Linked DNA regions of Ovis aries: region 2 is linked to region 1. Evidence: chromatin contacts called from public Hi-C data. All regions are on one chromosome and are shown on one strand. The core of a region is the stretch at or near the end of the contact, and the rest is flanking DNA. Distances in the headings are between cores, read along the strand shown. Region 1 holds the start of FAS (Fas cell surface death receptor). Region 2 holds the start of IFIT5 (interferon induced protein with tetratricopeptide repeats 5).

Region 1 (6,852 bases), core at 4,112-6,611:
GCTTTAATCCATTGTCTTTTACAAGTTCTTGCTCAAGAGGTAGGCTGATACATCAGGTTTCAAGGCAGAAGACATTGGGAGATTGAGGAGCTTGCTCCATATCCCAGTGGCCAAGCTTTCCAGCCTGTGTCTGCCAGGCTCCACGTATTTCCCTTGGGCTGTACCTCCAGGTCACAATCACAGTCATACAGGATGTAGCACAGGAAAGCGGTTGTAAGCTACTCAAGTTGTCTTTCTTTCCACCTGAACTGTGACCCCAATTAGCAACCTGTCCTGTGAACACACCTCATTTAGGAAGAGTGATGATAAAGTAGTATTTATTGAATGTGCTAGGTGCTTTGTATACATTGTGTCTTTAATCCTGGAAGAATGTTCTCATATAGATGAAAATGTCTAGATTCTCTCTCTCTTTCTTCCATTTCCCAAGAACCCAAATATATTTTTATTCATGAGTCTAAACCTTGTTCAAGCTGCCTCATCGTTTGGCTGATGTGGTATCTGGCACCCTCTAGTGACAGAAAGATTCTTTGGTAGAAGTGATGTTCCTAATCTTCAGCCATCTCTACAGGCTTGTTTAAGACCATCATCCTTACTGAAACTCTAACAGTCTATTCGTAACAACTAATTTTGATAACAGAGAATTTCTTATGCTGATTATAAGCTCTGATGACCTACTTGTTAAGGCTCTTTTTAGCTGTAAGACTGTGGCTTAAGCAAACATTGAGACTGTATTGAGCTGGGTAACTGTGGGTAGCCTAACTTCCGATTTCAGCACTAAGTTGATTCCAGACTCAGGCGACACTATCAGGCTTGGCCCTTCAGTGTGGTTTCTTCTCATCATGGGCTGACTCTGCCTTCAGCTCTGGCAGAAGCAACCTTATCAGTTCTCTACCGCAAATATTTCCACTTCAAATACAGTGGAAAAAAGAAAAAGAAGAGCTTGCGTCCCACTGTTTCCTGGAAAGCTCACGACAGAAAGTGATGAGCTGGTTGCATTAACCACGTGGGGTTCCTTGTCCTCCTCTCCCCTGCTTTACATACACACACAGACTCTGGGATTGGTGTCTCTGCAGCTGTAGTGATTAATCTTATGTGTCACCTTGACTAGGCCACAGGATCCAAAGACTTGGTGTTTCTAGGTGTATTTCTTAGATGGGATTGATATTTAAATCAGGAGACTTTGAGTAAAGCAGTTGCCTTCCATAGGATGGGTGGGCCTCATCCCACCAGTTGAAGGCCGTAAGAAAAGGACTGACCTCTCTTGAAAGACAGGGAATTTTGCCAGCAGATGGCCTTTGCAATTCTTCCTTGGGTCTCCAGCTTGCCAGCCTTCCTGGTACATTTTGGACTTGTCAGCCTACATAATCACATAAAACAATCCCTTACAATACATCTCTCTCTCTCTCTCTGTTTATATATAGGTCTAAATAGATATCAGTTCAGTTAAGTTAAGTTCAGTCGCTCAGTCGTGTCCGACTCTTTGCGACCCCATGAATCACAGCATGCCAGGCCTCCCTGTCCATCACCAACTCCCGGAGTTCACTCAGACTCACGTCCATCGAGTCCGTGATGCCATCCAGCCATCTCATCCTCTGTCGTTCCCTTCTTCTCCTGCCCCCAATCCCTCCCAGCATCAAAGTCTTTTCCAATGAGTCAACTCTTCGCATGAGGTGGCTAAAGTACTGGAGTTTCATCTTCAGCATCATTTCTTCCAAAGAAATCCCAGGGCTGATCTCCTTCAGAGTGGACTGGTTGGATCTCCTTGCAGTCCAAGGGACCCTCAAGAGTCTTCTCCAACACCACAGTTCAAAAGCATCAATTCTCCGGTGCTCAGCTTTCTTCAAAGTAATGTCTCTGCTTTTGAATATGCTATCTAGGTTGGTCATAACTTTTCTTCCAAGGAGTAAGCGTCTTTTAATTTCATGGCTGCGGTCACCATCAGCAGTGATTCTGGAGCCCAAAAAAATAGCTATATATAAATCTTGGTATCTATGGCTAATCTGTATGTATCCTATTGGCTTTGTTTTTCTAGAGAATCCTAACTAACGCAACTACGTCAATAGCCAAGAAGACAGAAGAGGGACAAAGGCAACTTGGAAGATGTTACCAGGAAGAAGGGGAGAAGATGTAGCAAAAACAGTCATGAGTATGCACTACAGATGGGGATTATTAAAATCAATTTGCTGCTATTTAGTAACAGAAATTTTGTTGACAAAAATTTTTAACCATTAGGGGATAAGAAATAAAAAATCTCGGTGGTAAAAGGGTATCGGGGGTTTTCTTCCTCCCAGCTTTTTAAAATAAGTAGATATGTGTTTAAATGTTGTTCAGAATGAAATGTTCCATGGCAAGGATTTCTTTAGAGTAGAAGCAGCAGGCTTTCACTTACATGGTGCAGTTTGAGTAAAATCAGGATGGTTGTCCGAAGCATCTCCCACATCTGGTAGAGTGCCTGAAACTCTATTATTAAAATTGTATTTCTTTGCCCTTGAAGGCCTGTAAAAACGTGTTCTTAAAATTAACTGTTAAAGACGTCTGAACTGTTTCTTCCAGAACACCAGCATTCATAAGGTGATATTCAGTAGGTGTTCTTCAAAGAACTCCATAAGGACAAAGAGGAGTAGGGAACAGTATAGATCACAGTCCCATCTTAGTCAGAATGTGTATTAGCATACTGAGGGCTCAGAGAACTCTTAAGACCTGTTCAAATTAACCCGGAATTTTCTAAAATCATTTGATCATGTAACACATTTCTTCCCACAAAGTACCTATTACTATTTCATTAAACTTCAGGGTTAGGTGTGTGTGCGGAGTGAGGGAGGTTTGAGGGGAGTTAGAAAGAGCAGTCCCATCACTTCATGGGAAATAGATGGGGAAACAGTGGAAACAGTGTCAGACTTTATTTTTTTGGGCTCCAAAATCACTGCAGATGGTGACTGCAGCCAGGAAATTAAAAGATGCTTACTCCTTGGAAGAAAAGTTATGACCAACCTAGATAGCATATTAAAAAGCAGAGACATTACTTTGCCGACTAAGGTCTGTCTAGTCAAGGCTATGGTTTTTCCAGTGGTCATGTATGGATGTGACAGTTGGACTGTGAAGAAGGCTGAGCGCCGAAGAATTCATGCTTTTGAACTGTGGTGTTGGAGAAGACTCTTGAGGGTCCCATGGAGTGCAAGGAGATCCACCAGTCCATTCTGAAGGAGATCAACCCTGGGATTTCTTTTGGAAGGAGTGATGCTAAAGCTGAAACTCCAGTACTTTGGCCACTTCATGCAAAGAGTTGACTCATTGGAAAAGACTTTGATGCTGGGAGGGATTGGGGGCAGGAGGAGAAGGGGACGACCCAGGATGAGATGGCTGGATGGCATCACTGACTTGATGACGCGAGTCTGAATGAATTCCGGGAGTTGGTCATGGACAGGGAGGCCTGGCGTGCTGTGATTCATGGGGTCGAAAGAGTCGGACACATCTGAGCGACTGAACTGAACTGAACTGAGAAAGAACAAGGACTTAGGAGCAAGAATATCGAAGTTTAACTCCTGAATCTACTACTTACTAACTAATCAAACTGTCAGTATTGCTTAAACTTTTTCAGCTACAATTTTTTATAAATAAATATAATAATTAGCTACCTCACTGGGCTAAAATGGCAAATATTAGGGAGAAGGGCCCGACTCTTTGCGACCCCATGGACAGTAGCCTGTACCAAGCTCCTCCATCCATGGGATTTTCTAGGCAAGAGTACTGGAGTGGCTTGCCGTTTTTTTCTCTAGGGAATCTTCCTGACCCAGGGATCAAACCCAGGGCTCCCACATTGTAGACACACGCTTTACAGTCTGAGCCACCTGGGAAATCCAAGAGATGCTGATTTTGTCAGCTGTCTTGCTCTCCTCCCTTCCTTGTTATGATTTTTTTTAAATTTCAATAAACTTCTAATTTCAGAATAGTTTTAGACTTACAGAAAAGTTGCAAAGATAATACAGAGTCTCCATACGCCAGCCCGTCTACACCCCTCTCCCCAACCTCCCCGCCATCCACCTCTCTTTGTGTCCGTTTTGGGTTGGGAACTGTAGGAGCAGGACTGGCCAGCTAGGATCTTCTTCATGGCACTAATAATCTGCTGGGCAGTGAAGCAGGGGACAGGTAAGTCCACAGCTGTAAGACAGGGCCACGAGGGCAGAGCAGCAAACGGAGAGTGAAAGCAGTTAGGAGGAAAGCATTTAGCTGCTAACCTTGCGTTGGGAGCCAGGAAGATCTCCCAAACGAAAATGTCTTGAAAACGTCTTCAGAGAAGGATCCGCATGGATGAGGAATGAGGCAGGCAAAGGGAGGGAAAGGAGAGTGTTCCTAATGGGATACAGCCAACAGGGAAGATGGGCAACAGAGCGCAGGTGCAGAGCTTCGCGGAGGATGCGGTTCCCCGCTCACCAACTACTTTCAGATTCACGCTCATGAAGGATGTCATTATACGAACCTCCTGTAAAACTGTTGCAAACTGGCTAACCGGACGGATCAACTTTTCCAAAACAATAATGACTTCGAGCTGTTAACCAAAGCACTAAAGTATACTTTTTTTTTTTAATAAAGAAAATTGCCCAGGAAATAATGAGTAATAAAGGAGGAGAAGTAATTGTAAGCTTTTAATCATGTAGCTGGAGCTGTGTGATTCGTCTTAGGAGTTAGCTTTGTACTCCTCGTGAGAATAAAATACAGAGGGTCCTCCCTCTTCGGAATCCCCACAGCACTGCCACTACAGGCACTAGTCCGGGGTTCCTGTGAGCCTCTAACGTGGCCACCGCGGCACACGGAGCTGAGCCAAGGCTGGGTCTGCTCTGGGAATCGCAGCAGTCAGCCGAGGCTCCTGCTCCGAGCAAGACGCGTGCGCTCTGCACCTTAGTCCTCCCTGAACCCGAGCATGCCAGTAGACTGCGGAAACGCTCCCAACGGGAAATGCCCGTTTGTGCAACAAACGCTGGCTCTTTCCCCGCTCCCCACTCAACACCCCTTCCACCACCCCACCCCCAACTCCAGGCGCAGGGTTGCAGAATCAAAGGCGCCCTCCCCTACCCGGGCGTTCCCCAGCTAAGCTTCCTCCTCCAGCCCCCACCCCCTGGCCCCGGCGACGTTACTTTTGGTCTTTTCAAAAGAGCTACCAACAGGTGTTCAGACACGCTGCCGGAGAAAGAGGAAAGCGTCCGGAGAGTAACTGTGCGTGAGCGCCCGGGGCGGGCCCGGGAGGGGAGCACTCTCCCAGGCCGGCTGGAGCTCGGGGAGGGGCTAATCGGGGCTCACTACTCCCCGGGTGCGTACCTCGCCTTGGTGCCAGTTGGAAAGGCTCCTTCACTTCGGAGATTGCTCCACAGCCATGTCCGGGATCTGGGTTCACTTGTCACTGGTGAGTCGCCTCTGCCTCGGCGAGGGCCTCTCCCAGCTCGGCCCTGGGCTGGCGCGGGACGCGCTCTGCGGGCGGCCGGGGGACGAGCGCGTGGGCGGCGGCCTTGGCCGGCCTTTGCCCCGCTAGCTCCGCTTGACTGCTAGGACTTCTCTTGAGGCGAGGTCTTAGGAAACCAGGCTACTCTTTTTTCTTGGGGCTCGATGCGAAGCTGCGAGCCTTCGAGGCCGGAGGAACATCTCTGGGTGCCCCCTGGGAACGCGGTTTGCGGCGCCGAGGGGGTGGGCGCGGGGGGCTGGCCGGCGCCGAGGATGTTTGGGGGTCGCTGCAGGGAGAGCCCCGTCTGGGGCAGGAAAGGGTCTTCTGGACAAGTCCTTGCTTGTCTCGCTAAGGCTGTGCTGTGAACGTGTGCGCCTCGGGGCGGTGAGAACTTGCAGTCTCGAAATGGATAATACAAGTTTTTCCAACACTTCCCAACTTTAGGGAATAAATCAGCCTCGAGGCAGTGGTTACACCAGAGGCTTTGGGAGCGCACCGTTTCTTTCTTGAAAACGTTATCTTGGGACTGAATGCGCCTTAAAGAGACTTGTTTACCTTTTTACTGCTACACAGAAAAAGAAACTGTTTTGTTTCCCTTCCGGGAATCCCTCTCCTTGAGAGTGAGTCACTATCTCAGGTTTGCCCCCCGCCCCTTTTTTTCCCTCTCTCTCTCTTCCTTTTTTTTTTTTTTTTTTTTTAATCTTTCAAGGCTTGCCGGACTCGGGGGCGGGAGGTAACCCTGGCCCCATTGCTCAGGCGGTGGTACCTGCTGCCACCGCGCACGCGCTGAGCAGCCTGAACTCGGCTTAGAAGCGTAAGCCGCATCCACCTCTTTTGGAGAGTCCCTACCTCAGATATCCCGGCTTGGTGATGGCTGATCGAAGACCTTGGCCTCAAGGGGTTCATTTGAGCTCCGAACTCTCTGAAAACCAGTGGATTCTTGTTTGCTGGGCCTCATCAATGTGCCAGGCAGTGTGATAGGAATGTTTATGAGTATGATCTCCGTCAATTCTCGCAGAGCTGCGCAGTATCTCCATCTTACAGATGGCAAAATGGGGTTCAGACAGCTTACCTAAGTCGAGTCCAAACAGTAAGAGGCAGGACTGAATTTAAATCCAATTTAGATCCCATTCCAAAGCCTGGGGGGTGGGAGTGGGGGTGTCGACCACACCTATATCCAGATGACACCAAGAGTGGAAAAGAAAAAAAAATCGATGTCTGGAACTGTCTTGTGGTTGGAAAAAAAAAAAATTCCCCCTGGTCCTTTTGGAAGTAATGTATGATATTTGGGCTCCTTTAGAACTTTTCTTTGAGAAAATTTGAGATTCAAAGTTGGGAAACCATTTATACAACCTCAAATCACATTCTTCCTTATCATGAACCACTGCCTTATTGCAGTCTTGGTTGCTTTGACAATC
Region 2 (6,581 bases), core at 586-3,085, 400 kb after region 1:
AAACACCATCAACACACTGGAAATTTTTTCAAACAGAGCTCTATTAAATATTGTAAATCTTCAGGAAGGAGGAAATTCTGGGCATGTCTTTGTACCTCCAAATAAGCCATTCAGTACTTTTTCTAAAATGTGGTTTCCCACTTAAAGGTTACCATAGCCTACAGACCCACCACATCCACATTACCTCCCCAACCTCATTTCTTAGGACTTCTTCCCTGCCCTCTCCACTCCAACGATGCCATCTGTGCATGCCAAGTATGCTTCCATCCCTAGGCCTTTGCAGTTACTGTTTCCCCAGTCTGGAAGGCTCTTCCCTGACCCCATATCCACAGTGCTCACTTCTTCCCCCACCTCAAACCCTTCCTCCCCAATATATTTATAACAGCAAAACACCAACCCTCTCTCTACTTTTTCTCCATAGCACAATCTGACATAAAATATTCTGTTATTTACCTTCACCTCTCACACTAGAAATTAACTCCAAACAAACAAGTGTAACAAAATCACAAATGCACAGCTAACTGCAGTTCTGGACCTACACTGTTAGTTAGCCACGCTTAACTTAATTCTGAAGGAGCAAGAACTGGCTTTAGGTATAAGGCCCCTTTTCTTGCAAAGCCAAAGTCAGCATTATTTAAACTAATAGACACCTAGCAAAAACTGTACATTGTTGTCCATTCATTTGAAAAACAAAGTGCCTAGCACGGCATTTTGCCAAGGCATAAAAGTGATAAACTTGTGCCTTTTAAACTCTGTGACGATGAACACTTTTCTCAAAGTTTGAGAATTATCTCCACCCTGTGCATAATCAGGAATAAAATGCATCAGACAGTGTGAGGGGGGAGGAGGGGGGAGGGCTTGTCCCTTGTCTGATTTATTCCAGGCTATACTGACAGGGCCTTGAACAATGTCTAGCTCTTAGCAGTCGTTTAATAAAACCTATTGAGGGGCCTTCCCTGGTAGTCCAGTGGCTAAGACTCTGCACTGCTAACGCTGACTCTTTGTGACCCCATGGACTATAGCCATAGCCCGCCAGGCTCCTCTGTCCATGGGGATTCTCCAGGCAAGAATACTGCAGTGAGTTGCCATTCCCTTCGCCTGGGGATCCTCCCTACCCAGGAATCGAACCCAGGTCTCCTGTATTGAAGCCGGATTCTTTACCATCTAAGCTACCAGGGGAAGCCAACCCCATCATAAAGATGGGACCTTACTATAGATTATTATAATAGTATTATAGGACCTTACTATAGGAAGCTCAGTTGTCAAGGGCATGGAAGGGAAGGGAATTTTCATAGAATTGTGGGTGGGGTATAAAAACCTCTTTGCAAAGCGAACCTGGAATAGCTACCAAAATTTTGAATATATACACGTTTTGGCCCCCAAATTTCTCTAGGTTTACCCAGTGAAAATCACGGCACAAGTGCACGGCATTGCACTTGTGTTTGTTGAGTCAAGACTTGAGTTTTAGCCTAGGATGCACAAAGCTATAAAGCGCATCGGGTGCCACCCAACAAAAATAACGCTGAAATATCTCTAGTCATCTTAGCTAAGGGAAAAAAAAAAAAAAATCCAACAAATAACAACCACCCCGCAAAAAGCTAAGGCACGTGGACTCAAAAAGGCAGCTGAGCAGCCAAGACCAAGGTCTCAAGGCCCAGCTGCAAATTCCACCCAGAACGTCCCCGCGCTGCGCACACCTCTCACAGCGGTTCCTCAGCCCGGCCGGGGGGCGCCCCCACTCAGCTCTTCCAGAAGTTTCTGTTTCCCGGAGCTGGACTCCGCCTAGTCGGGGATCAGATTCACTTTCTAGTTTCCCTTTCCCGCTCCCGCCCTTTAACAAAGACGGCCGCCCCCGTGCGCGGGCCTCGCGCTGCGGTCACCTCGCCCGCGCGCCCGCGCGCCCACGCCCACGCCCGCGCGCCGCCGCTCAGCCGCAAAGGAGCGGAGGGCGAGGAGAAAGCCCGAAGGGACCTGCACCTCCCGGAACCGCAGCAGAGCCCTGCCGCCATGAGGTAAGGGCCTCTCCCCGCCCCCTCCCCAGCTCCCTGTGGCCTTTGATTTACACGCCTTTCTCTCGTGTTCCGTTTGCAGGGCAGCGCTGCGGCCCTTGAGCCGAGCCCCGGAGCCCGGCCGCCGGGCGTCGGCTTTGGGGGCGCTCCCCGCCTGGGAGCCCGGTCCGGGTCCGGGGCGGCTGAAGGTGGGCCTGCCGGGGAGGGTGGCCGAGTGGACCCTTCCGGCACGTCCCAGGCATCCGCGATCGGACTCTCGGGCCGAGTCGGGGGGCGGCGGGGGGGGGGGGGCAGGGGCGATGCGCCCCGGGGACTTGTCACTTCCCTGCGGCTCCGGTCGCCGCCGCCCCCGGGCCGGTGCGGGAGCTTCTGCGGTGCAGGTCCCCGCAGGCCGCGGCCCCCGCGTCACACGCGTCCGCTTCTGCCATTTTGCCTTTCTGATTCTTGGGTCTGACTTCTCCCCCCTCCTTTGTACCGTGGACACATTGTTCCGGCTCCACCCCATCCCCCGTTTTGTGGGGCTTGCTTTCTCCGTTTCCGAGACTGGCCTGTGGTGGGGGTCCTTGGCTGACCCCTTTTCATCTGGTCCCCTACCCTGCACGGGGATGGTGAACGGTCTGCATTTAGGAAGCTGAGGCCTGAGGAGGTTCAGATGGTGGGCTCTGCAGGCCTTACAGCCTTTTGTTCTAAATCCTGACTCGGACCACCTACTAGTTGGGTAACCCAAAGCAAAGTTTCTTCAACTCGGTGAAGCTGTTTCTTGTCTGTAAAACGTGATGGCATCCATCTCTTAGGACTGTGGAAACGGTTGCTGCTGAATGCCCAGCTCATATATTTGCAGATGTTGACTTTTGTTACGTTTAAAAATGTTTAATAAATGCCTTACTTCTACCCTTTGTAAGAAAGGAGGGATGTGGGAGGTATAGGGAGGAAAAGGCCGGTGGTGCCCTGCGAGTGTCTGGTGGATGGGTAGAAGAGGGGTGAACCCCACTGGGCACTGTCTACCAAGGAAAAGGAAAGACTGCTCCTCCCTGGCAAAAAAACAAACACAATAAAACAACTCCCCACCACACACACACAAAATTGCCTAAAGATAAATGTTGCTTCTTCAGACACAATAGCCTCTCTCCCCAGCTTCCCAGAGACAAAGTTAAAAAAGTAAGTAGAGTTGAAAAAGTAAAATTTGTCATAGTGCCCGGTTGTGCATAAATTCCAGAGTGTAGGCAAGGCACTTCCATGGCTGACTGAATGTCCCCTGGAGATCTCAGCCACATGACAAGCCCTGGGCAGCCCTCCCTCCTCATCCGCCTTGGGCAGAGGCAGATGTTCATTTCACTCTGGATGGGCAGAGGCTGGTAAGCCCATATTGTGGATCTGAGCAGGCTATTAAGGGTGTGGCATGTCTTGCCTATGATTTTGGTGCATTTACACCAGAGAAAGGAACCACCAAGGGACAGTCATACCATGTTTCCCAGTCAGGACCTTAGGACCTTAGTCCAAAACCTACTTTCAAAATGTAAACAGAGAGCCAGACAGCATGCCAAGATGGAAAAACAAATAGGATAGGGAAGACTGAAATGGCAGAAAGTTTGGAACCAGTAGCAGGATGGAAAGAACTAGCAGGAATTCCCTCATCAGAAATTCAGGGGCTTTTTTTTTTTAATGCTAGGCTCATGCCTCTGGGTTGAAAATGCCAGGAGGTACCAGTATATAACTGCATTCATTCATTCACTCTGCACGTATTTATTATTGAGCTCCTCTTATATACTGAAATCATAGATTCTGGGGACACACGGGTGAAAAAAATCAAACCAGAACAAAGTCCCTATTCTCATTTAAATGGGGGAAATAGACAACCAAAAATAAGTGGGTAAATAACCAAAAATGAATGAATAAATAACATAATTCAGAAGGTGGTAAGAGCTATAAGGAAAATAAAATAGTGTAGTGGGCTAAGAGAGTGACAAATAGGGGGGATGATTTTAGATACCTTTGCCACAGATGGCCTCTTGGATAGGGAATTTTTGAGCCAAGTTAAAGGAAGGAGCTAGTCATACAAGGATTTGGGAACAGAGCTTTTCAAGTAGAGTAAAAACAAGCGTAAAAGTCTTTGAACTTGATATGTTCAGGTTAGGAAGAAGTATGTCCAAAGTATGTCTAAAGAAGTATGTCTAAAACACGATAAAGAGGAGGAAAGGAGAGAATGTTGGGTGGGTACACAGGTCCAGCATCTTTAGAGGCTTTTGAGACATGGCAGAGGCTAGATTAAGGGTGTTTCGAAGCTAGTGGAAGATTTTAAATCAAAAGACTGACATAAGCTGGTTTGCATTTTCAGAAGTTTACTAATATTATATGGGGACTAAGAGTAAAAACTGGGAGACCAGATTTTTAAAGGAAATAGTCTTTTAGACTAGCAAAATTGCAGTGGAAATGGGGGGAAAGAAAGTGGATGGATTTGATATATCTGGGTGGTAGAATGAACAGTTTCCCATTGGATTAGATGAAGGGTTGAGAGAAGAGGAATCAAGAGATTACTTCTAGGTTATTTGGCCTGTGGGACTAAGCGGTACCAAAAAAAGGTGGGGAAAACTAAGGTATGAACAGATTCAAGGAACCCAGATTTCTGTAATGAATATATTTACTTGAGATCCCAACTGAACTTCTAATTGAAGATTTAAACTAAAAACTAGAAGTCTGGAATTCAGTAGGAAGCAGAGAGAGAGGACATACCTTGGGAAATCATCAGCATGTACTATATCTTTTAACTGATTTATGGGGAAAAAAGAGGTTTTAATTTCCTTACATTAATAATGATGATAATTATATCTTTGATAACTAAGATTTTTAATCTTTCTTCAGATCAGTTTTCACACATTTCTACTCAGATCTTTTATTGTTTGAAATAATCAATCCTCTCTGTCACTCCGCAGCGTGTCCTAGTGAGCTCCATCTCAAAATAACTCCAACAATGTAGAATGCTGTGACTTCAGATTGAGGGCTTATGTTTGAAACCATTGTTTTCTTATCCCCAGACTTTTAACTGTCTGGCATGTCTTTCTCAATGAGCAGTTACACAACCTCTACCCTCTCTTTAAGCTGCTCTAAAATCTCTGTGTTTTTAAGTCCTTCCCAGGCAAAGTGAACTTTACATACATTAGACATAGCCTGTATTTTAAAGTAAATCATACTTTAATGATAACTCCAATTTTTATATGAAAGATGTCGTATAGCATTATGGTTAAAAGGCATAAGCTTTTGTTTGAATTAGTCAGAAGTAACTTTGAACCTGTGCTTGGCCACTTTATAGTATATAGCCTTGGATATGTAATTTAAACTCTATTTCCCAGTCCTCATTTATAAAATTGTAAAAATAATAATATGTTATAAAAGTAAATATAATTTGTGTAAATTGCTTGGCACTCTGCCTGGCTTGGGTAGTGTGGCAAGTGAATGGTTTGGGGGAATGTTTTGGGTTTATTCTGGTGGTTTTTTTTTTTTTTGAGCTCTCATCTGATTCTGGAAGTGTGTGTTACATGTGTAACATTTGTGCTATTGAGTTGAATCTGTAGTGAACCTAAGTCATATGCATAAAGTTTTCTTCTCAGGTATATCCCTGTTTGCCATTTAATTTATCTCTTCACCTTAAATAAAACGGGGAAAATTTCAAGTTAGAGGAGAAGTCTAACCTATTGAGCTTAAGGTTTTCTTATACGTTAAGCTCCATAGGCCCAGTGTCTTCAACCGTCCTGTCACACACAATAACCACTAGTCATATAATATTTAAATTAACTAAAAGTAGATAAAATATAAAATTTAGTTCATAGTTGTACTAGCCACCATTTCAAGTGATCAGTGGTCATATGTGGCTAGTGGCTACCATACTGTATAGCACAGATAAGAACATTTCCATCTTGGCAGGAAGTTCTGTTGGAAAGCTCTGGTCTAGAACCTGCAATCGCTAAAATGTAGGACCTGTATATATGTGTTTATATGTATACATAGATGATTAAAGAAAGAGGATAAATAAGAAAAAATTATCAAGTTAATAATATAAGTGAACATGTCTACTAAATATCTAAATATATTATTAAGTAAGCTATTAATGTTTAAATTTAGTATTTATAAAAATCGGGAAACATTTCATGAAGTATACTATAAGGTTATAAATATGAAGTGGTTTTATTTTTCTGATCACTACTACTAATTCTGTTAATTAATCCAATTCTCTAACCCTTTGGCCACTTTTGGCTATTAGGACAGCTTCTTTCCAGTTCCTGAAACTCAGCCCAATCCATTTAAAAGCCTCAATCTCACTTTGATTTAAAGCCCGCTCCCCTTCCTCCCCAGCTCCCAGAAAATATTGATAAAAGTGCCATGGAGAACAGGGAAATGTGATAGGCTCGACTTTAGGATGGCAGGCAAGGTGGAGGTGCAGTTTAGCCTATGGTGGTCAGGGGTCAGCTTCTTTGAAGAGCTGAGATTTAAGCCAAGGCCAGAATTGTGAGAATAAGTAAGTCCTCTACTTTCCCAGGGCTTCCCTGGTGGCCCAGATGGTAAGGAATCCGCCTGCAG

The links. Hi-C and Micro-C count contacts between places; a contact is called where the count stands out from the background.
Region 2: a Hi-C map of muscle shows a contact between it and region 1, with 2.8 times the contacts expected there. The contact joins the promoter of IFIT5 here to the promoter of FAS in region 1. A contact is called at or near these places in 2 of 16 Hi-C or Micro-C datasets (muscle and skin fibroblasts).

Annotation. Positions count from the first base shown.
Region 1 is chr22:10,502,129-10,508,980 of ARS-UI_Ramb_v3.0, forward strand. FAS (Fas cell surface death receptor) reads left to right here and starts at 5,362. Exons shown (of 9, transcript NM_001123003.1): 1 at 5,362-5,398. The coding sequence starts at 5,369. It overlaps LOC132658442 (a long non-coding RNA gene), which reads right to left and starts at 5,807. Exons shown (of 2, transcript XR_009598094.1): 1 at 5,314-5,807.
Region 2 is chr22:10,905,933-10,912,513 of ARS-UI_Ramb_v3.0, forward strand. IFIT5 (interferon induced protein with tetratricopeptide repeats 5) reads left to right here and starts at 1,836. Exons shown (of 2, transcript XM_027960580.3): 1 at 1,836-2,012. The coding sequence starts at 2,008. LOC132658444 (a long non-coding RNA gene) reads right to left here and starts at 1,760. Exons shown (of 2, transcript XR_009598097.1): 1 at 1,698-1,760.